Linked DNA regions of Mus musculus: all the other regions are linked to region 2. The links are chromatin contacts, called in public Hi-C and promoter capture Hi-C maps. All regions are on one chromosome and are shown on one strand. The core of a region is the stretch at or near the end of the contact, and the rest is flanking DNA. Distances in the headings are between cores, read along the strand shown. Region 1 overlaps Sh3rf3 (SH3 domain containing ring finger 3). Region 2 holds the start of Edar (ectodysplasin-A receptor). Region 3 overlaps Sh3rf3 (SH3 domain containing ring finger 3). Region 4 overlaps Septin10 (septin 10). Region 5 overlaps Sh3rf3 (SH3 domain containing ring finger 3).

Region 1 (4,469 bases), core at 1,866-4,365, 270 kb after region 2:
TTTTAAGGATGTGAAGTAGACTCCTAGGGTCCCTTCCATAAGCCTACTTACTCCTCCCACCATTTCTGTGTTAGCTTGGGTTTTGCCTACCTAACCGTCCTGTAGGAAGGCAGGACGGGGGCTAGCATGCCTTGGTTTCACAGGTAATTTATAAAGCTAAAGCCAACCTCTCCATTAAACCCTTAGAAAAAAAGCTTTAGGGTTGGGGTATTTGTTAGTTTCTATCACCTTGACACAAACTAGAGTCATCTAGGAAGAAGTTAGATTCCATCAGATTGGCCTGTAGAAAAGTTTGGGGGGATTTGATTATTATTAATAATAATTAATAATTGATTATTATTAATGATTGATGTGGAGTGTTCCAGCCCCACTGTTGTAGTGTTGCCCTCAGGGAGACCGTCCTGAGTTATATAAGAAAGTAGGCAAAGCAGGGCAGTTAACAGCACTTCTCCATGACCTCTACCTCAGTTTCTGCCTCCAGGTTCCTGCCTTATGTTGTTGCTCTAACTTTCCTGCATGATGGCCCATAGGCCATAAGCTGAAATAAACCCTTTCCTCCTCCGGTTGATTTTGGTCATGGTATTTATCACAGCAATAGAACGCAAATGAAGAAAATAGCCTACTTAACAAGTGAGTTGCTATTGTACCACCTGAATGACCAAGACTGCAATTCAATAATATGGTCAGCCCACTTTCTTCTACTTCTACATTCACAGATTAAGTCAACCATAATACAAGCAAACGACATCTGCACCAATGTCTTTTTAAAAACCATTATCCACTAAAATAATATACTATAGCAACTGTGTGCCCAGGACTTACAATGTGTTTAGTGTAGAGAGGGGTATGCATAGATTATAGGCAAATACCAAATGTTTTTCAAAAGAGGGTTGAAACTACATGGACTTTGGTACCCATGAGGGATTCTGGAACTAGAGAGCCAGGGGCAGATGTGTAGGTTTCCTGGAGGCCTGCAGATCAGCACCACATGATCTTCCCACCTCTGCCTCCTACTGTCACCGTTCCTTCCCTGATGGTGCCTAATGATGGAGTTGATACTTCTGAGTCCTGCCTCTGTTCTACCTGGCATACTTCTATTCATCTGCCAGAATCCCGAATGCTGCCTGCTGTGTGAAACCACTGGTAACAGTAGTTGTACAGAATACACTGGTCTGCGGCTCTTCCTTTGAGGTCTTGTTGCTGTGACTATGGCCTTGCCTCCATAAAGAAGCAATCATGTGTTCTTGCCTTTCTCATACAGAATTTTGGGGAGGATTTAAAAGCACACGATTGTAGCTATCTAATGCATCATCAAAAGTGCTCATTTAAACTCCTCTCTTTTTTTTTCAGTTTTCCTGAGAGTTAGAAGTATCAGGCTTAAGCACAGCCAGGCACCCATCTTTGATTCCATTTGGAGGCCTTTTCTGAAAAGATGTCAGCCCAGAAATGCAAATGGTGGCAGGCAGTGTCAAACAAACAAACACTCTGCAGAAGGAAAGTGAGACTCACTAGACGTGATGCTCCATGAATGTGGGCTGCAGAGCGGTTCATAACGTGATCTGGGTTCAAGTCTCTACCCTGTTTCACCTTTTTGAACTATAACCCTCCCATTTATAGGGCTTTTTCAGATCAGAATATGAATGCATATATATGTATGTGTATGTATATATAAATATATATGTATAAATTTACATACATGTATGTGTATGTATGTATGTATATTTACGGGAGTTGTGTGTCAGTGACAAGTAGTGATCATGGAAGGACATGTGGACATGGGAGGCACATGGATGTATCGTCAGCTGTGTTCTGTTGTCCTTAATATTCTTTGAGGTATGCACTCAAATCCTATATCCTTAGATTAACATTTAATTAGACAATTCTCAAGCAGCATCACCTGCTTCCTGCCCTGCCATTTTAATCGTGAGTGGCCAAGCAAATGTGGCCTGGAGATTACGTCCTCACACCAGAACCGCCTCCTTCACTGCGAATGCAAATGCTGGATTAGGCATTTGAGTGGAAATTAGTTGAGTTGGGACATATGGGTGTTGAATTTTGATTTTCCACTTATGGTATTTTAAAGATTAGATTACTCTTTGTTTCCATTGAACAACAGGAGAGAAATATAGTTGGTGTTTCTATGAAAACAGAAGTTAACACACACTGTTTGGTGAGTAGGTGGATTACCAGGAATGAGAGCAATCAATAAAGGATTCAGTTTTTCAAAGGCAATTTAGAAGCCTTGTGAAGAGAAAACCCCTTTGTTGCAGACTAGATCTGGTGCCCCTGCGAACACTGAGGAGAGATTTTTACAGAACCTACCTCTCTAACTGTTTGCTGGACAAGATGTGCCAAGAAAGGGCTGGGTTGCTTGTTGAGAGGAGAGTAACCGAGCAAATGCTGGTGAGTAGACTCGGTGATGTAGACCTGGGGTGGCCAGAATGTAAGGCTGTGTGAAAGGGGTGGGGCTATTTTGCAGCAGATCTGTGCTCTGAGAAAAATCAGTCCTGGTAAACACTACATTTTAAGCTCAGGATAATTTTGCTTTCAAAGTGAAGTACTATATGTCTATCCTAATAATGATGTGCATATACATACACACACACACACACACACACACACACACACACATTCATATGTATGTAACAATAATATTGAAGAGAAGATGCTATCAGTTCGAGAGTAAGGAGTTGGGGCGAGCATACCTGGGAGTGGCTAGAGAAGTGGCAGGGGTGGGGGGCCAGTAGTGGAAGGGAAAAATATGTGATCAACTCACGGGTGATTGTCATGTCTTTTTTGCATGCTAGGGTTCCCAGATAGGCACTCTTCTCCCTCCTACCTAAAGCATTGTGTTTGCTACCATAAATGCACCAAGTATCAGAGCAGCCTTAGCTACGAAAGGGAAAGCGGGAGTCCAGGACCTGGGCTGAGGAGAGGGTGCACCTCCCCTCAGGGCTGCTCATCACTCAGCCAATTAAACTGTCAGTCTGTGGAAGCTTGGATTTCTAAATAGGTCTATAAGTAATTTCGCAAATGGGCCCTCTGCTGTATAATAGTGTGCACTGATTTTTGAGAGCTACTACAAGAATGAATTTGCTGAATGAATAAATCTGTAGTAGCTGGCCCAGGGCAGAATTAACCTTTTAAAAAGGGCTCATTCATGGGGTACAAAAGCCACCACCCTGTGTAAGTGATTCCTCATTCAGCCAGGGGCAGAGCGTCAGCACATTCTTTGTTTCCAGCAGCTGAGACTTCAAGGAAGAACCCTTCTGCAACCCAGAAATCAGACGTCTGCCAATCTCCTCCCATTAGACAACGGCACACAGCTGTATTGCTATCAATTAAAGTCCATTGCACAAATCTTGTCGAGTTAACAGGAGGCCAAGAGATGGTTTTCCCCAGCTAGATTGGGATTTAATGAGAGCAAACAGGCACACGCACCACGCTGGGGAGGTGAGTGGGCTATGAAGCTGTCTGTGTGAAAGGGTTTAACTAGCTCCCACAAAGTCTTTAAACCCCTAGGTGTCTGAGTGTCTGGGGGCAGGGTGGTGGGGAGCACAGATGGACAGGACACCATGCAGCTCTGTGCTGCTTCTGTTGTGACCAGCTGAGCTTGGGCTCCTTGGCTGGCACACGAGGAAACATGGGGATGCTGGTGTGGTAGAAGGAAGCAGGACCATCAGGAGTCTCCCGCTTTTCACATCCTGAGCTGGGGGTTGGTGGAGGGGCTGCCAAAGCATCTATGAAGCCGGAAGGAGAGCATTGGGCCGAGGAGAGAGCTAGGCGACTCTGGCTTTGGCCTCCATATTTCCTCCATGGTGTGTGGATGTAGATTCAGAGACACATCTATTACTGCTACTATAGCAGAGCAGACACCCCAAGGTAGTCTTCCTTAGTAATGTGTAGTGTGTAGTCTCCAGCAAGAGATGGTGGGACGCTGTGCATAAAATGTAATCCCTCCAGGAAACTTTATAAAATTGAACATAATTTTGTACTGGCTGCAGGGGCCCCTGGGCACAGATGCGGCTGTGCTGTGAATTGGCTCACCATGCATCCTCAGAGCTCCTGAAGTCTGTCCTTGGAGGAGATGAAAAGCTGGTGTCCTTGCTCCTCACTCCTGTGAGGCTTAGCAGAGGAGTGGAGATTATTATTTGTCAGTCTATCTTATAGGCAGTAGTTATTACTGATATTTGATGTGCTAAAGCATTTCAAAGAGCTGAATTTTATCCTTTAAGGTTTTTTTCTCCCTATCTTTTTAAAATAGATCTTGCATGGAGTTGTGCAATCTCTGCTACCAATTCCAGAACATTTTTATCATCGCCCCAAAACTCCTTAGTCAGTAGAAGTCACTCCTTTTCTCTGGGTCCCAGATGCTGCTTTGGATTCTTGATATACATTTCATAAGGCAACATATAGCCTTCTGCGTCTGAGATAGTTTTCACCTAGGGTTACGTTTCAAGGGATAGCTT
Region 2 (4,550 bases), core at 2,033-4,532:
TCACCAAGTTCAGAACTTCAGTGGTTTCTTGGGCCTCCATGTGATCAGGACAGGATGTGAGAGGAAGTGTGTGATGGGGGGGGAGGGGGATGTCATTACCATGGCAACTAAAAATGTATGAAGCTGGGAGTTGCTCACTCCAGCACTGGTGGTTGGCATTGCTGGTCTCCTCCCAGGCAGAAGACGAAAGCTCTCATCCCAACCCAAATCCCAGTTACAAGCTCCATGATCATCCCGGTGCCTCTCCATGCTGAGCTCAGTCCAACACAGTAATTAGTGTTCTCGTGGTCATTGTTAGCTGTGTGGCTTCAGGCAAGTCCAAGAACTTCTCCGATCCTCAGACCCATAGAAAACGTGGAGGACATGCAGAAAAATGCTAATGTGTGAGAGCACTCATGTGTGCAAGTGCACAAAGGCCAGAGGCTGATGTGGTTCTCTATTTACTAAAGCCACCCCACACCCCCGGCCCCCCACCCTCGGCTCCTTGCTGAATCCAGAGCTCATTATTCAAGCAGTCTAGCTATTGCCCCAGAGACTCCCCTGCTTCCACTCCACCAGGCTTTCATCTGGGTCCTGGGGATCTGAATGCTGGTCTTTGAGCTGTGTAGCAAGCGAATTATCCACTCAAGCCATCTCCCCAGAACTCTTTGCTTAATTAAAAAAGAAAAAAAAATGATCCTGTAGATCAAATAAAAGCCTTGCCTAAAATGTTCAAGTTTAAGGACTGCCTGGTAGGTGAGTGACGGAGGTGAATGGCTGGCGCTTTTGTTTCCTAATTGCTAAGTGAGTTTAATGTGGGCTAATTAATGATGCTATTGGTGAGTGGAATTAGCTAATGCAAAACCTAAAACTGCATCAAAGCACACAGGGAGGCAGGTGCCATCTAGGATAATTGAGGGAACAGAGGCCAGAGCGGAGCTGTTAAGGGTTGTACATGCACCAAGCTGCTGGGCAGGCCAGGGGAGGTAAGGGAAAACCAAGCCAGCCTAGGGCTGAGCCATTTAAGCAGTGGGGCTGGCCGCCAAAACGCCATCCTGTTTACAGCTCCCGTATTTGACTTTCAGATTTGCTTAAGTCTTTGAAGCTGGGTTCCCGGGCCTTTCCTTGAGAGTAAATTCCATTCTTTAGAAACCACAGAACACACTCTCATGGTCCCAGAAAGGGATGTGAGCGACCTGCCTTCTGTATGACCCCTTGGGACCTAAGGGACCTTTCATTAGAAGATGCCCCAGAGTTAAAACAATCAGCCTGGGTTTGTCCCCTACGGACAGTGGGTAGCAAATATGGGGTGGCCTCACGGTGGCAGCACTGAGCTGGATGTAAAGAGATCTCAGACGGATCGTCACAAATACAATGGCTCTCAAAAGACTCACAGAAAATAGAAACTATTATTTAACACTTCCCCACCCTTCCTTCATGTAACTGCTGAGTTTCATGGCTGGGCAGCACAGCACACTGCAGACGGTCAACTGTCACCCTTCCCTACCTACTCTGGAGAACTATAGCTGGTCCCCGCTGCTGGCCAGCATCCAGAAACAAGCGAATCACCGGCCAGGGATAAGATTCAAATTCAAAACTCGAAGTACAATTTCTATTGAATTGTACAACTGTCAATCATTTGTACAGCATTATAAAGAATCTCTGGGGGATCCTCTATACATCTTTTCAGCAGACACCAAAACGAGACAATGACAGCAAGCCCCAAACAACGGAACAGACAGACAGTGACCAGAGAGGACAGACAGACAGTGACCAGAGAGGACAGACAGACAGTGAGCAGAGAGTAGGCATATTACTTCAGTAAGTTTCTGTTTAGTTTTTCCTCCCAAAGAATGCAACCTAGGACAGCCTCCAACAACAGCATCATAAGTGGACAGAGGAATGAATGCTGAGAGGAGACCCCCCTCATCCTGCTGTCATCTCCAGGGAGGGTGCTTATGTGGGGGCGGTCTCTTGGGACACTTCCTAACGTTAAGTCCTCGTAAGCCACTCTCTCAAAACATATCTTTAAAGGTTTTAAGCGATCATGACCTAGAATGTCTGTTGTACATCGGGACTTCTCTGTCCTTTTATGCCCTCTTGACTCTTTGATACTTTGAACAAACCTCAGTTTCACTCTGCATTTGAAGGTGTACCCAGGTGCCACTTCAAAACAGCAAGGTAGGGGCCCCAGAAGAAGTAAAGAAGAAGTTGGCCCTGCCACACTCCACCACCTCTCTCTCTCTCTCAACTATGATTTCAGTCTTGAAAAGGGGGACTGTTTCCCACTGACTGTCTAGCAACCTGACTGACCAGGTCTTTGGCCCTTGTCACCTCTCTTGCTTTAGCTGTCCCCTGGTGATGTGGATACTCCAGCAGTGACCTCACCTGCTGCCCCATCTGCCCTGAGATCACACATTTTGCCTTGCAGGAGTTTCTTACCGCAAAGGCTGAAAAATCCAACTCTACTCTCTGCATGAGGCCCTTCTACCCCAGATGCCTCGGAACACTAAAGGAACCTTTGGCTAGAAATGAAAACCTCAAGTGTCACAAAGACCTATCTAACACACTCTCTTCCTCTTCTCCGACAACATAGGACTATGGCATTGGGTCTCAGACTTGATTGGAAGCCTGCCTGAATGGCCTCTTAAGACAATGAGCTACTCTGGGTAGAGGCAGGTGACGAATGCCACTAAAGTCCCAGGTGCCTCTTGCCTTCTTCTGTGAGCGAGTTGGAGAAACTCCGGTCCTCTCCCCAGATGGCAACACGTGTTTTAGTAGCACAAGTACTGTCTGTGACGCACAGTTTGGCACTCTAACCAAAGCGCACTCAACAGCGGAATGAGTTTTCTGATATTTTCTTCAAAACAAAGAAACAACCTCAAGCCTGTGAACTTGTAGCACAGACAGACACACAAGTAATCAGTAACGCTTGTCCAAACGCAACCCAAAAATGACATGCATTTCAAAAATGTACCCGAGATCCTTCCTAGCCAAGGACACCTCGGTTTCGTCCACAGTTGAAGAATACGGAAAACCAGAAGTGAAAGAACCAAGGTTTACCTGGTACCCGAATGAGGTTAGCTTTTCCCAGCAGAAGATGGGTCTACGGAGAAGGCGAGCAGGTAAGGGATGGGGGGCAGGCTTCACAGGCGTCCGTCGGTGTCCTCTCAAAAGCAGAGCTCCACAATCCTGGGGCCAGCCGGGTGACAGCGGCCAGGCACACCTCTGCTGCCAGCGCAACTAACTTTCTATTTTGAAGGGCTCCCGGGAACTCGCTCTTGACTGTTCCCGGTCTGGACTGCGAGTTTACAAACAGTCGAGCGGAGAGGAGGCCCCTCGCTTCAAACCCACCCGCGCCACCTAGAGGCCGCGCCAGGCATCGGCAGTGCAGGAGCCTGGGCACAGCCTCAGGCTCTGCCGCTGAGTGCACCTGGCTCCACAGGACTTCCTGCCCCTTAAGGGACAAGCTGGAATGTGTAAAAAGCATTGAGGTTTTTCCTTTTGGAGTGCGTGGGGGTCTTGCTTCTATCAAAGCAAGTTGGGCCTTTGGGCACAAGAATAATGAAAGATGAAATTTGCATTAAGTTATCATTAATCAGAACTTAAGCACAGCCCCCTTCCCCACAAGATGGTTATAGGTATGATGAATACTGCTGTATCCATTCACGCTCCTTCATGCAGCCTGGAATACACTTGTACATATTTCCAATCTCTCTCCTGCTCACCACAGATTTGAGTCACCATTTTCTCCTCAACATCTTCTCTCCATGTCATTCCAGGTAACTCAATATAGGCTCCAGACAAGTTCAGATAAACATATCTAACTCTTGTAACTACAGTATGTGCCTCATATAAATACAGACTCTACCACTCCAGAGACGTGCACATACCTCACAGAACTCTTGATAGCCCTATGTATCCTTTACATTTCCAGATAACTATATATGCTCCGATAACCTCATATACCCCATGTGATTTGATAGCAAGGAAACGTTAAATGCAAACCTTTTGGTATTGATCAATTCTCTTTCAAAAAATAAGTTATCTGGAAAACACCCAGCCTTAAAAGAATGTAACAGCCTCATTCCTTTCTCCCTCAACCTCATGGTCCCCCGCCACAGTAAGGAGTGGAAACAACAGGTTGTTGTTGTTGTTCTCTTCCTCCTCCTTCTCTTCCTCCTCCTTCTTCTGCTTCTCCTCCTCCTCTTCCTCCTTATTTTCTTTCTTCTTCCTCCTCCTTCCTTCTCTTTCTCCTTCTTCCTTCTTTCTCCTCATCTTCCTTCTCTTCTTCCTCCTCCTCTTCCTTACCTCTTTTCTTCATCTCCCGCCTCCTCCTCCACCTCTTTGTTTTTTTGGAAACAGGGTTTCTCTGTGTAACAGCCTTAGTGATCCTGGAACTTGGTTTGTAGACCAGGCTGGTCTCTAACTCGCATAGACCTACCTGCCTCTGCTTCCCAGGAGCTGGGACTAAAGGCAATTGCTGGCAAGCCAGCCTAGGAGTGGAGCCTTCTATATACTCTGCTCCCGTCCTGTTCCCTCTGCCTTAGATACACTGGAGAAAGCAGGAC
Region 3 (4,946 bases), core at 423-2,922, 430 kb after region 2:
GGCCTGGGGTGTGGTGTGGAGAGGCCTCCCACCTGCAGATGCTGTTAAGATGTCCAAGTGTGTTTTATAGTCATGGCATATTTGGAGGCTGAGGATACTGTTTGCACTGTATCTCAAATTCTGAAACCAGCAGTGCCACACATTGTGATGGCAGCCAAGTATGGAGTGTTCAGAACCCTCCAAGGTCAGAAGTCAAGCCCAAGAGGAGAATGCTCTGCAAATCGCATGGCCACATGTACACTAACCTTTCTCCCTTCCACCCCTCCAGCTACCCATGCCTCTGCCCAGGCCCTGGACCGGCCAACTGCCACCGTGTCACCCCTGCGCACTCAGACTTCTCCATCCCGCCTGCCCAGCACCGGCCTGAGACCCCGCTCTGTGGCGTCCCCACAGCATGGCCAGCAGTCCCCGGCACAGATGTGTCCCCGGCCAGCCATCCCCTTCACATCAGCGGCCTCCGCCATCACACCCCCCAATGTCAGTGCAGCCAATCTGAGCGGGGAGGTCGGAGGGACACCCATCAGCGGCCTGTCCACACCCAGCCTCATCAACACGGGCTTCAAGCCAGATGACAAGAAAAACGAAAAGGTTAGTGGGCCATCCTGGGCTAACCCTGAACCTGGAGCTGGCTGGCTACTGGGTCCTTCTCACACACTTGCCAATGGTGCCGAGAACAGGTGAGGTTTCAGTGTGCTCATTGATGTTCTGTATATTGCATGTGGCAGGGCCTCTGACATGGATAACAGCCAGAACAAGAAGGTAGAGTAGAAGCAGAGGCTAGCCTCAGGGTTCTGCCAGGGCCAACAATTTTCATGCCACTGCAGTTTTGATGAAAATCAGAAGGTGGCATCTTGCTCATCCATAGACTACCGTGGTCCCTCCTGCTAGAAGCTCATTGTAATACAGCCATCTTGTCAGAACAAGACTCCTAACTGCCATGTGCCAGAATGAGATGGTGAAAAACAAACAGATCTGCAATAACTCTCTGTGGTGCGAGCGAGCGACACCCTGTCCCTTGGACGCATGATTCTTGCACAGTTTGCAACCTGTTCAGCCATATGGGAAGGGCTTCTTTCTTGGAAAAAAAAAAAAACTGAAAGAGAAAAACAGGAGGACACCAGCCTGGTAGTGGGTATGGAAACCATTTTCAGCTATTCTTGTATTTTATAGAAGATTGGAGTCGATGGGCTGGCCCTGGTGGCTAGGAGCAAGGGGAGGAGTAGCCAGGGTCACACTCCACTTACAAATCAGTGCAAAACACAAGCCACAAAGTGAATGGAGAATGTTCTAGTAGCCGTAGCTTTAAGCTTAATATAAAATTTAAAGGTCAGGTGCATCTTCTATCAAATGCACTATCCAAAAAATGTTTCAAGGCACTCCAGTCTTGCTGCTAGGATGTCTAAGATTGTCTGTCAGTTGTGTTTGGCAGGCAACTTGGTTTTCCCACGTTCTGTGGCTGTTTGAAGATGTTTCTATAGGGTTTCCTAAGCATCCTGTGTATCTCACGTGTTTGAGGTGAGGACAGCCCCCTTGAGGGACATCCCCAGCCCTAATTTTTAAATCCACTCATCAGCTTCCAAGAACTTTCAGACCCCTCTCCCTCTAGAACCTAGGTACACCCCAGCACTGGTCCAAACTCATCACCACGGGTTACACTCTCTGCTGCCTCCATCAATGTGTGGGCTGGGTAGAAAGAGGCTGATAAAACCAGGGTGGCACCCACCCTGTGAAGTCAAGTATGGATGCTGTGTTTTGTGCCCATGTGTGCTTGAAAATCAATTCAGTTGTTAATCTGTTGCCTTCTGCCTTGCTGCACTTGTTCAGAGACTTGCTGGCTGGCTGCAGGAAGAGGGCGGAGGTGGGGGGGACAGCCCTTTGCGCTCAGAAGACAGTTTTCCCTCAGATGCAATCCGTCAGCCTTTCCAGCTACTGAGAGCAAACCAGGGGCAGTCTGGCAGTATTAGTAAACGTTTCTAGTTCCTTGTCCCCAAACCTCCTGTGTAACTTGTGGGACAGGTAGTGCTGCCTGCTACCAGCTAATACTGGGTGGCATCTGTACCTGTTGAGCCAGCCTTTGTTAGCCTGTCGCTCCTCACCACGGCTTCGGTCCAGAATGTAGGGCTAAAGCAGCTACTGGCCACATGACATGGACCAAGGATGGGGGGAGGGGAGGAGAGGCAACAGAGTCACATGACGAGCCCATGGAATCAGATTCCAGAGACCAGCATCAGGGTGCAGATAAGTGTGGGGTTAATAGGGTGTCCTGCATCCTCTCGGGACTCGGGCTCGTGGAGGTGGGACACAGGAAGTTTTGACTGCGCTTACCCCACATCAGTGCTGGGCAGGTGTAGGACTATGGAAAGCCATGGGACCCCACTCTGGGGCTGGGGGAGTGAAGTCTGAGGTCCTGGGGACTGCCGTAATTGGCTTGGGGGATCTCCGGACCTGCATGGAGACCAGGGATGTCAGATTCTCAGACTCTTGGACACCCAGGCACCTCTGAGAACAGAGTGGGAGCCCACAGGCTGGATCTAGCCCAGGGTTGAAGGGGAAAGAGGGGAGAGCTCCAGCTGGGTCCTGTGGGGGGAAGAGAGTCCTTGGCTTGCTCAGTGGGCAGCTTGGCTTGGCAGAAGCTGTGGCTGGGAGCACTGAGAGGCCTTCTGTGGGAGATTAGACAGCCGGCTCTTTAGGCAAAGGCCTGTTCCATTGCTCCCCACAGGGAATCCCGATGAAAAGAGATAGTCCATGGTTTTAAGGCATTTATTGTCATGATGGAGAGTGATGATGAATAAAACCGTATTCCACTTTCTCAGGGTGGACCTGAGGTCCTCTTGCAGGGATGAGTGTCTGGAACAGGGAGTTTATTGGCTAAACCTTACGGCCTTTAGGTACCTCATTAAAATGGTCAAAGCTGACATGAGGACTCTGGACTCCTGACACTGGAGCCCAGCCAACTGTGACAGGGTTCGGGAGTCCAGAGTCCTCATGTCAGCTTTGACCTCTGACCCCAAACAAGTCTCCCAATACCTCTCAGCTTCAGAAATTTCAGAGGAAAATGCAGACTATGGTAAAAAGATCCTTGGAGTACCTTTTTAATTTCAACAATCTTTTATCTATAAAACTGAAACTATGCTCATCCACAACAGAAAGCTAATCTGTTTCCAGGCCACAACATAAGACATTCGCCATGCTTTTTGATAGACAGATGTTGTCAGAGGTCTTCTGTGGACTTTATGGAAGTGCCACGGCTCTAGGACGTCTCTTATGGTTGGCAGCAGTGGCTGTGTTTCTAACCACACCCCTGACTTGTCCCTCACTTTAATATCACTTAACCAGTCCTCTAGACATCAATATGTTTAAAAGGGAAATGTCTTTTTCTGCTCATGCAAATACTATAAAGAGAATTAATTGTTTCTATCAGTCAACCATCTCAGAGACACCAAACCAGTAGGAGATGGATGGATAGTCTGATACCACTAACCCATCTATTGATAGATAAGATACCACTAACTTGTTTGTTTTAAGGACTTAGTGCATGTAATTACGGAGACTGCGAAGTTCAGAATCTGTGGAGCAGAGCTGAAATCCGTCGGGCAGGCCGACGAACAAACTAAAAAAACCTGGGCAGGATTTGTTGTTGCAATTTGAGGGAAAAACAATTTTATCCTCAGGAAGCCTAGATTGCTCTTTAGACTTTGAACCGACTGCGTTGAATGCCACTGTATTCAAGACACATACTTGAAGTCATTTTCTAAAGGAGATTAAAAGTCGGTTATTGTTTTTAAATTAGTTGATTTTTAGCCACATCTACAAATTACCATCACAGAAACATCCCAACAAGCATTTGACCAAACAACTGTGTGCCATAGCCTGAGCAAACTAATCACTCTTCTCTGTCTGGTACCAACCGAGAATTGCCCTAAGCCACCGGGAGTCCTCAACCAAGGACAATAGCAAGGTCAGGCTCTGCTTAGCATGGTGCAGCTGGGCTCTTGAGAGCAACCAAACCTGAGAGCAACCAAACCCACTAACCCAGAAGAGGCGGCCATCTTTGGAAGATGCGCCCTCAACGTTCTGTAGCAGAAACATTAGGACGTAAGAGTTAACATAGGCAAATGCTGACATCTCACATTGTGTGACAAGAGGGGACAAAGGGAAAGAAAGCAGATCTGTGACTCAATGCACATTCATAACAAAACAGGAGGGAAGTACCTGCCACGATTGTCCTCCTCTCTGCAACTGGTCACGTGGCCCAGCAAATGTCACACAGTCACCTCCATCCGTATAGTCCCCAACCTGAATCTCCTTTGCACACAAGAAATACCTTGCCTTTTTGTGCTCCCTTGCCTGGTGGGGTACACCCATATCTCTGAGGTTCTGCCATTTGTAATACTACTTCCACTGAGACATTGTAGACCCCTGCCCCCGACCTGAACCACATAGCCTGGTATTACCAAGTGCTCTACGGTGTCTCTTATGTTCCAATCATGTTCTGGTTCATCCTCCACTGTGTCCCCTTGGAATCAAAATCCCTCCCTATGCCAGTGAGTCAGAGATCCAGGGATCCCGAGATCCAGGGACCTCAAGGGAGCTGAAGCATTCTGAACTGGCTGGCAGTTCAGTGGAGTGGTGGTTGCTCCTCAGTAGAACTGCTGGACTAAGGATGAGAGTCACTGGGAGTTGTGGTGGCTGGTCCCATTCCCATTTCCTCCCTGATTGCCTGAAGCTGTGCATCTCGGCTATGCAGAGACGAGCCCATATCTAACATGTCTACTCCAATGAGAAAGCACTGCTCCTGCCGGTCATTGATCAGTTACCCAAGGGATGGTACCTTATTAGGTACTGGGTTAGTCTCTGCTGCCTGAGGTCAACAGTGAATCTAACCAGGTTGTCCTTGGTGAGCACAATTCCATGGTGTTCATACACACGTACCTACCTCCATCCCT
Region 4 (4,853 bases), core at 1,916-4,415, 490 kb after region 2:
ACTAGTGTATTGACTTTTTATTAAAATATAACCAGAGAAGATAATCTGTGTCAAAGATATTGAGGCTTGCCTTACAGCTGAGCATATACCTGATTTCTCTTGTGACGCAGCTTTGATTTCCTCTTCTATACTGGGATGGGCTTTTAGCCAATCATGCTGCTCTAAGTACTGAAAGTTGTTCATGTCTCCCCAGGAAAAGTCAAAAAACTGAATGTTTTATTTGACTCTCCCAACTTTACTAATTTTTGACCTTTCTGTTCTCCTGTCTGTAAGAGGGATGGTAAAATCTTCCAATACAATCTACAATTTAATGTGTATCTCCCAAATACTGGATAACACAAGAACATCTAAAAGAGGAAGAAGAACAAAAAACTACTATAGTACACCACAAAAGACCCTAAACAGTCAAAGCCATCTTGAGCAGAAACAACAAAGTGATTGATTCATCACAAATATTTATCTCCAAAACTTCAGAACAAAACAAGGGCAAAATAAAGAAACAAATAAAGAAGCCAGAAATTACTCTGGTCATTACAGATAACTGATTGTTTTTCTTCAAAAGCAGCAAGAATATCCATTGGGAAAGGGACCATCTCTTCAAAAAAAAAAAAAAAATGGTTCTAGGGGCAAGCAGAGGCACAGGGGTAAGGTGCTTGCCACCAAGCCTGACCAACATGGTGGAAGAGCCAACTCCCATGAGCTGTCTCTCCCCTCCACATCCACTGTGGTCCATGCCCAACCACCCCTCAAACAGATAAGTAATTTACCCCCTCCCCCAATCGTGCTGGAAACACTGGACATCCACATGAAGAAAACACTAGGCCCCATCACCCACTATATACATTGATGCAGAGGATTAGAATGGATTAAAACTTTACTTGCAAGTTCCACCTTTGTATTCTTACTTGCTCAGCTAAATCCCCCTTGTCCTTATCTTGAGAAAACAGACACTTACAAAGTATCTGCTTTAACTTTATCAGTTTCGCTTCTGCAAGAAATGCTACTGAGAACTCTACCATGGCCCACAGGCACGCAGGCAGATCAAATGCACAAGAATAACACAGCTGCTGAGCCTATGAAACTGTAACAACTGAGGGCTGGCCGGACTAATCAGGGTGCTAGGATGCACTTCTGCCCTGGATGAAACCTGACAGCCTTGGGTAGTGCTTGCTTTCTTGCCCATTTGCTTTTTGTAACAATAAGGGGATGAGGAAGGACCTCAAAAAATGGAAAAAGACTTAACCTGAAACTTAAGAAACCACTTGAAGAAGTTATATGGGACTCAATTCAGGGCAAGCAAAGACAGCTTAGATAAGATGCCAAAAGTGCAGGCAACAAAAGAACAAATGGGATTGTACCAAACTCAAATGCTCAGCAGAGCACAGGAAGCAGATGTAAGGGATCTATTCAACAGAGACAGCGTTCTGATCATTCGAAAATGGACTATTTACCAGAGGCCTAAATAAATAAATATCCAATGATAAGATGAGCAAACAAAACAAATACACAGACCTCAAAAGCAATATAATGACCAGTAAGCATATAAAAATTGTCTCACAATCACAAGATCTCACTCTAGTTAGAACAGTGATCATTAAAAAAAATGCTAGTAAGGTAGTTTACAACAACAATAATAATAACAATAATAATAATTAATAAAGAATAACAAATGTTAGTGAGGATGTACAGAAAGTAACTTTCATATACTATTGCTGAAAATACAAATGAGTATTACCATTATGGAAACAATTTCCTAAAACATAATAGATACAGAATTATATTATAATCTGGTAGTTCTACTACTAGGACTACAGCCAGTAGAAATGAACTCAGTACATCATCAAAGAGACATGTGCAGTCCCTTGTTTCATGCAGCACTATTTCCAGCACTCTAGCTATGGAAGTAGCCGAGCAGCCTGTTCAGGATGAACAGAAGGGACTAAGCAGTGCAGGTACACACATAACACAGTGCTGTTCAGTCCTCAGACAGAAAGCTTATCATCTGCGTGGCCAAGGAGGGGCAAACACAGAAAGACACACTCCACACGTGGGATCTGAAGAAAACCCGAGTCTCAGAAGAGTAAGGAAAGAACAGTAACAGTAGAGGCTGGGAAGGATATAGGGGAGGTGGGGAAGCCAAGTATAGGTGCAGGGATGAAAATTTTCTAATATTCTACAACACAGTGTAGTAACTATGCCTGATTAAAAAATCCATTTTAATAGTAGAGATGACTCTGAATGTTCTCAATACAAAGGGCTAGTTAGTTGGCAACTGTGCCAATTAACCCTGATTTGATCATCACACATTGTAGAAAAGTCATGACACACCACTTTCTACTGCATCAAAGGATAAATTATGTGACAATGAAAAACAAAAACTGAAGCAATTTCAACACATTTTAGGAAATACATAGATTGGTCAAGATTATCAATTTTATTTAGAATACAGAATATTCAAATACAAAAGAATGAAAACATATATACCTATAACCATTAGAAAAGATAAAACATTAAAATGCTCTAGGACTATTAAGGCACTGAATGCAAATACCTCCTGAAATACAAATTCAGATGGTCTAATAAAATTTTCAACTTTATTTTTTTTCAATTTTTTTAGTCCCTGAAAGGCAAATTTTAAAAAAATACATATGATATTATAAGAAAAATAATATCATAACCAAGCTTCAAATGTATGTTTTAATTTCTAAGCATATTTTGCTATATCACAGCAATACACAATAAGGCACATTGAGTCATAAAAGGTTACATAGTTTAAAGTTAGCTTTAACTCTGTAATACAGTCCAACATACATGCCTCCAGTGTTTTCTGTTTAGTATACAGCAAAAAAAAAAAAAAAAAAAGGTTCATGCTAGAATAAAATGGCAATCAGCTATGCATAATATGAAGGAGTTCTGTAGTGTCTCAATAGCGATGAACCTTTGCTACTTAGAGTAACAGTCAGTAAAATAACATCCGGCAGCAGGAAAGTGACCAAGATCCACAGCAAGATAGGAACTTACAGATTCCTAATGACAGTATATGTGTGAGAAATATGCACCTTGGCTGACAGATCAGCCTTATACGTGAAAATATTTTTCTACAAATGTGAATAGCTTTAGCCCTTTGCTAGATAATAACTGAGTTACTGATAAGGCAAAAGGAGCAAGAGCTCAATGCATACAAACAGCTTTGACTGTGATGGCCATCTGTGCTCTGGAACTCTTGTGTTACATAAAATTGGAGCTGGAAAGAAAAAAATCCTTTAAATGGAACAATAAAAAAATTGGAAGCAAAAATTATCAAAAGCATTACTTTCACAAAGCTTTTATACAAAGAGCAAATAGACAGCACATACAGGATATTTAGCTATGGGAGTTTGAAAAAGAAAAACAATTATCAAGCCACATTGTCTTGAGGATGAGTCCTGCGCTCTTAAAGATCTTTGTGCTTGGGCTGGGGGTGAGATGTTGCTCAGCTGGCAAAGCACGAATAAAGCTCTGGGTTAGACCCTTTAGCATAATAAATGTATGGACTCTAGCTGCCCTAGAATACATGATTCCATGTCAAAAAAAAAAAAAAAAAGGCGTGGGCTACAACTCAGCAGTAAGAATGCTGTCTGCCCTACAGGACGCTGGAGGCCCAATCCCAAGTACGAGCATACAAGGGGAGAAAGGAGAAAAATGTCCAGTTTGTCTAACAGCGTAAACAATAGCAAGGCTCTCAAGGAGAGCCCGATGACAACTGTGATGGGGAGATATATATGGGAAAGTGGGGGAATCTTATCTTGTTATACTAGACTACACTGAAGAAACAAACTGAAAAGCTCATCTTTTTAATCCAAAGCACAGTAAAACTAGTAATAAATTCTATTTATAATTTGCATCTTGAAATCCAAAACTTCAATCAAAATACATCTATTATACATTCATTCTTTCACCAAATAATTACACAAGATGTAGGCACTGAGTTCCCTGAAGCAGGAGCTTGTTCTGTGAGGACCACAGCAGAGCTCAGCCTCCTATGACACAAGGCCTCCCAACAGAACAAGGCATGGCAGGCTTCGTGAAGTAAAAACAGTAAAGTGGACAAGGGATATTTTAAAATAGGAGGAATAAAACAAAGGGCACAAACACTGAATGAAATTATCAAATAAGAAAGTAAACTTACTTTCAAAAGCTTGTGGCTTTAACACATATCTCAAAGCTATGAGCTGGAGATCATCTGCTACTCACCCCCTGACCCTACTGTGGCCCTCTCATTCTACCTTCCTCTCATTCCTCACATCCATCATTCTCTCACCAGCTCTGACTTCAAAGCACAGGAGATCCAGCTGATACCTGATTCCCGTGTTAAAATAACAAATTCTCACAAAATCAATGATTAGTAGAAATACGTTTAAATGAGCCCAAGAATTAAAGTTTCATCAATAAGGTACTTAACTCTGATTCTCCATCAGTATGCAGTTTCCATGGAGACATAAATATAAAATAACTCATGGTGCTACTGAGCAGTAACGGCAGGACTGTGAAGTAACGGTAGCGACTCCACCCACCTGCCCCACCTAACCCTTATGTGCTGTGAGGCTTGCTATTCGTGTGCTTCTCTTGATTCTGGTAAATACTGAAGCCCTAAGACACGGCAGGTGCTACTCTAGCTGCTGCGAGGACAGTGGTGACCAGGGCGGAGTCTTGGTAGTGTTGGTAGCAGGAGCAGACAGTGCGGAAGCAAGTAAAGAAGAGCAAGCAGGGCAAGGAGACAGATGGTGAGGGGCAGGGACCGGGACAGGGTAGCAGGACTCTTACTTCTTTCGGTCTTTGTCCTTCCTAATGCTGCTACCTGACGCCAAAAATGA
Region 5 (4,312 bases), core at 99-2,598, 460 kb after region 2:
ATGACCAGAGAGTCTAAGCTCATTTACACACGTGTGTGTGCAAGCGCGCACATGCACACACGTTCTCATCAGCAAAGAACTCAGCAGCAGCAGGGCAGATCAAAGCAGCACAAGGGGAAAGGCCAAGCAAGCCAAGGATGAGCTGCGTTTCCTTCTCAGATGCACTTTTTTTTTTAAGATTTATTTATTTTATGTATGTGAGTACACTGTCACTGTCTTCAGACACACCAGAAGAGGGCGTCAGATCTCGTTACAGATGGTTGTGAGCCACCATGCGGTTGCTGGGAATTGAACTCAGGACCTCTGGAAGAGCAGTCAGTGCTCTTAACTGCTGAGCCATCTCTCTAGCACTCAGAGACACTTCTTATCTGGGCTGCTGCTTGAAAGCCCTGCCCAGGGTTGGGGTGGACAGGCCTTCTCACGGCATCCATGGCAATCAGGACAGCTCTTCAACTGAGGCTTTCTACTCAGGCAATTCTACTGTGGGGCAAGTTGGCACAGTCCCCTAAAGGGATCAACGTCTCCATCTGGACAACGGTAGAGAGAGAGTGGCTGTGAGACCCTGTGATACCTGGATAGGAACTGAAGATGTGTGGTCCAGCTCCCTAGGCTAGGACAACTGCAGCTGAGACGGATTCCAGGCCCTCAGACCTGTGCCAGGCGCTCGTTTTGCAGCTTCTGAGTTTGGACCAGCTCTTCTTGTACTTGCAGAGACCCTCTGAGTCTTGGACTTAAAAAAAAAATTAGGCTCCTTGCCTAGCCCTCCTAACGTTCACAGTGCAGGACTCTTTCTGAAGGAAATCCTTCTGGGGATGGAAAAGCCTCTGACAGCCCAGACCTGTGCTAGGACTCCGAAGTCCTCACATCACATTCCCTGACGTTCCCAACCTGGACAGCAGCAGTACTGACACACAAACACAAATGGGTGATTATGGAGCCAAAGTTGTGTGTCCATGGCCCAGGAACACAGATTTAGGTCTCCCAAAATACTATGTTCCAATGTGGAAGCAGCTTCATGAAGTTTTTATAACAGAAAAGAAAGAAAGAAAACCATAAATCAAGGCATTTTTAAAAATACATTGGCAGAAACATCAGAGGGGCCATTTGCAGCCAGGCAGAGAAATCTGGGCTGCAGGCCTCAGATGATCCCTTACAGCGTTTTTAGCCCTTTGGTTGATAAGGAATGGGGTTCTATTAATACATTTTTAAAGATTTTTATTGTTTATCAGAACAGGTCTTACACGGAGGTGGGCGACAAGAGTCTTTTTAGTTGGGCTAAAGATAGCCCAAGAGAAACTATAATTAGGCTCCGAGCCTAAACATTCCAAAGGCACTGACTGAAGCTTTAATCAGCTAGCCTTTGTGCACACAGCTTATTTTCCCCCAGGAGTTCTCGTGTACAGTACAATGAAGAGGCCAATACTGCAGCCCCTCCGACTGTGGCCATGCTGAACATGGCCCTGGCCCACCAGCTAGATGGTGGGTGTAAGGATAAAATATTCCTTTGCCTTTCCTCCTCTTTGAGCTGTCCCCAGCCTACTGCCCACAGCCACACAGATGGCTCCCGAAGAAGACCACCCTCCCCCTATCATCTAGCTGTGCCGAATGATGCTGAGGAGACCAAAGCTCCCAACTTTGCATATTCCAGCTTAGAAAAACCAGGGAACAACAAAAAGAGTAACCTAGGGAGTCTTAGCTTTTCAACTTTGTTGTACAAACACCTGCCACCTGCTCTAGGGTAAAGGTGTCAGCCGCATGCCATACAAAGCTACCCAGATATTCTGGGGGCCAGCAGCTGAGAGTACAGAGCACAGTCCTGACAAGAGTTGAGGAGTAGACACCAGACCTGGCATGTGGACAGGCTATGACACAGGTCACAGAGCCAAAAAGGAACAAGCCAAGGGCCAAGCCCATGTCCCAGGATTGAAGCAGCCCCTGGTCCTCAGAGGCCATGGCTGACTGGATGCAGCCATGCATTCACTAGGTACGACAGACCTCCAGACAGATATGAGACCAGCACAAGAGGATGGAAAATGAGAAATGGAGGGGCTATGTGGAGATCTAGCTACTAAAAGGACAGTGTGCCTTATAGTTGTGTGTAAAAGGACACCAATTTTAAAATGGCCTACATTAATCGTTTGTAGAAGGCCTCATTGTGACTGCACACATGTGTATATTGACAGTCACCCCATTACAGTTTTGTCCTCTCCTCTCACTGACCCCCTTGCTCGCCCCAGCTAGTCCCTCTACTTTCATACTCTGTGATCCAATACCTTTCATCCTCTTGCTTACAAGGACGTGGCTGAAGGGTTATTTGAAGGAGCATTGGTACTTTACTAGAGACCACACCATGAAGAAAGCATCTCTCCCTGTCCCGGCAACCACTAACTGGCTATCAGTCCTTAGGAACAGATGGGTCCTTGTGGGTACCCACTGCACGACAGGATGCTGATGGACCCAGTGGTCCAGCTCCTATGCAGGCATCTTAGCTGCTGCAAGCTCCAGAGTGCCACAGTCCACTTCTATTGAATCTCAGTGGGCCATGCACAGAAAGGACATGAAAGGGACTTGGGAAGAGAAAAGATGTCAGTGAGAGAAAGAGAGGACCAAGATATACATGTGTGAAGCTACAGCTGTGTCCTCTAGGTAGGTAGGTAGGTAGGTAGGTAGATAGGTAGGTAGGTAGGTAGGTAGGTAGGTAGGTAGGTAGGTAGGTAGGAAGATAGACGGCTAAGCACTCAACAGTTACCTATTCTAAGCCCTGTGACCAAGTACAAGTCTCTGCAATTACCACTGCCCACTGGAGGGAATGTCTCTTGGACCCAAGCTGACAAGAGATTACTCTATGGGAATGATCATAATTCTGTAGTTATTTAGAAGGCAATTTGATTGATGTGTCATGTCTGTCATGTTCACAAAACAGTGACTGTAGTTTCCTCACCAGGACCCATGACTTCTCCAGCCACTGGCTGGTAGGTTTGCCACTGCTGTACCAGTTGACACATTTGGCTTGCCCAGTTGGTAGTGTAGTGAGTCAGGCTGTTGACTACCATTCTCCCTGCAGCATCCTGCATGGCGCAGCGCCTCGCAATATGGAGGACTAGCCAATGGGGAAGAAACTTCCTTACCTACTTCAGTTTGGTTTCCCTATGTTCCACAATTGGAGCCTGTGATGTCTTTAGAGCTACAGTTCCATGGCCTGGCTCTGATGCCAGACAGTGACAGTGGCAGTGGCCTATATTATTCTAGGCCCCTGAATACCTCCATGACCAACAACTGTTCAAAGGGAGGTTAGATGACAAGGTAAAGAGCTTTGGGAAATTTTACAAATAATTTTACAGACCATAAAATGTAATGGCACACTGTAAGAACTTACTGGAGGGGCGGAGGGGATAGGGAGCTCACTGTGGGCTACGGGGGATTAGAGGGAAAGCCCACCCCTCTGCTCACACAGTTTCTTCTGCCCTCCCAGGTACCGTGTGGTGGTCTCCTACCCTCCACAGAGTGAAGCGGAGATCGAGCTAAAGGAAGGTGATATCGTCTTCGTGCACAAGAAGCATGAAGACGGCTGGTTCAAGGGGACACTGCAGCGGAATGGCCGCACAGGTCTCTTCCCAGGCAGCTTTGTGGAGAGCTTCTGAGGACCACTGCTCATGGCTAGCTTCTGTTGTCCTGGAGAGAGCAGAGGATGCCCGCCTTATCACCAAAGTCCGAGCGAGGTTCTTTCTAAAGCACCGGCCAGAAACAAGCCGATGATTCACGTGAAGTCCTTATTGGAAGCACACATGGGCCATGGCGTGTTTGTGAAGATAGGCCATATCCTCATGTGACATCCTACTGGAAGCACATGTGAGTGTCCTGCAAGACCACGCCATGAGTCTGAGTGAGCAGTAGCACAGAAAATGTTACCCACATGGACAAAGGCGCTGCTCTGTCACCCAGCGGCTAAAGCGTTATTGTGTAAGGTTGGGAGCCCGGGAGGGTATAGAGTTGGGCCATGTGCTAGGGCTGACAGCAAGAAGAGCATCTTCCCTGCCTGCCCTGGGTACCATTCCTCTATATACCTCTGTCACCTACCACCAGGCCTCACCGCCAGGGCATTCATGGTTCAGGAGCCTCATAGAAGGGCTGTGAGCCTCCCAAGGTGTCCAGTGGGGTCCTGTGGGGCACTGGAGCAGAACCCTCTTGTCTTTGTCTCCTACTGGGATAATGAGGTGCACCGTCCAGTTCCTCCGCCGCTGTCTTCACACTGCTTCCTTCTTACGGCACACCTTTTTAATGTACAACTCTTAGACTTTATATATTTCTAATA

The links. Promoter capture Hi-C pulls out the DNA fragments that hold promoters and counts their contacts. A called contact is a pair of places that touch in the nucleus more often than the background predicts.
Region 1: a contact with region 2 is called in a Hi-C map of cortical neurons, with 2.3 times the contacts expected there. The contact joins the enhancer-like site here to the promoter of Edar in region 2. A contact is called at or near these places in 3 of 39 promoter capture datasets (the 3T3-L1 cell line and embryonic stem cells) and 1 of 484 Hi-C or Micro-C datasets (cortical neurons).
Region 3: a promoter capture Hi-C map of hippocampal neurons shows a contact between it and region 2, with 4 times the contacts expected there. The contact joins the enhancer-like site here to the promoter of Edar in region 2. A contact is called at or near these places in 5 of 39 promoter capture datasets (the 3T3-L1 cell line, embryonic stem cells, hippocampal neurons and 1 more), 1 of 484 Hi-C or Micro-C datasets (embryonic stem cells) and 2 of 115 datasets of contacts at active chromatin or transcription factors (astrocytes and forebrain).
Region 4: a contact with region 2 is called in a promoter capture Hi-C map of hippocampal neurons, with 5 times the contacts expected there. The contact joins the enhancer-like site here to the promoter of Edar in region 2. A contact is called at or near these places in 7 of 39 promoter capture datasets (the 3T3-L1 cell line, cranial neural crest, embryonic stem cells and 2 more), 1 of 15 datasets of contacts at CTCF or cohesin (the NIH/3T3 cell line), 11 of 484 Hi-C or Micro-C datasets (cardiomyocytes, cortical neurons, embryonic fibroblasts and 6 more) and 1 of 115 datasets of contacts at active chromatin or transcription factors (astrocytes).
Region 5: a contact with region 2 is called in a Hi-C map of forebrain, with 2.8 times the contacts expected there. The contact joins the enhancer-like site here to the promoter of Edar in region 2. A contact is called at or near these places in 9 of 39 promoter capture datasets (the 3T3-L1 cell line, cranial neural crest, embryonic stem cells and 4 more), 2 of 15 datasets of contacts at CTCF or cohesin (the NIH/3T3 cell line and pro-B cells), 15 of 484 Hi-C or Micro-C datasets (the STO cell line, adipose-derived mesenchymal stem cells, cerebellar granule neurons and 10 more) and 1 of 9 other capture datasets (embryonic stem cells).

Annotation. Positions count from the first base shown.
Region 1 is chr10:58,946,891-58,951,359 of GRCm38.p6, forward strand. The region is part of intron 1 of Sh3rf3 (SH3 domain containing ring finger 3); the gene reads left to right. Among named protein-coding and RNA genes, the nearest start is that of Sh3rf3, 140 kb to the left of the region's middle. Within about 2 kb of position 3,116, at least 46 of the 459 cell types and tissues checked have an H3K27ac peak or open chromatin away from gene starts, as enhancers often do. A contact at or near this core is called in cortical neurons, where this site is marked.
Region 2 is chr10:58,672,414-58,676,963 of GRCm38.p6, forward strand. Edar (ectodysplasin-A receptor) reads right to left here and starts at 3,283. Exons shown (of 12, transcript NM_010100.3): 1 at 3,043-3,283.
Region 3 is chr10:59,103,904-59,108,849 of GRCm38.p6, forward strand. Sh3rf3 (SH3 domain containing ring finger 3) reads left to right here. Exons shown (of 10, transcript NM_172788.3): 8 at 269-588. Among named protein-coding and RNA genes, the nearest start is that of Gm23223, 89 kb to the right of the region's middle. Within about 2 kb of position 1,673, at least 13 of the 459 cell types and tissues checked have an H3K27ac peak or open chromatin away from gene starts, as enhancers often do. A contact at or near this core is called in forebrain and hippocampal neurons, where this site is marked.
Region 4 is chr10:59,161,701-59,166,553 of GRCm38.p6, forward strand. It overlaps Septin10 (septin 10), which reads right to left. Exons shown (of 10, transcript NM_001024911.3): 9 at 4,804-4,853; 10 at 2,416-3,244. The coding sequence ends at 3,229. Among named protein-coding and RNA genes, the nearest start is that of Gm23223, 32 kb to the right of the region's middle. Within about 2 kb of position 3,166, at least 1 of the 459 cell types and tissues checked has an H3K27ac peak or open chromatin away from gene starts, as enhancers often do. A contact at or near this core is called in hippocampal neurons, where this site is marked.
Region 5 is chr10:59,132,348-59,136,659 of GRCm38.p6, forward strand. Sh3rf3 (SH3 domain containing ring finger 3) reads left to right here. Exons shown (of 10, transcript NM_172788.3): 10 at 3,473-4,312. The coding sequence ends at 3,641. Among named protein-coding and RNA genes, the nearest start is that of Gm23223, 61 kb to the right of the region's middle. Within about 2 kb of position 1,349, at least 39 of the 459 cell types and tissues checked have an H3K27ac peak or open chromatin away from gene starts, as enhancers often do. A contact at or near this core is called in cerebral cortex and forebrain, where this site is marked.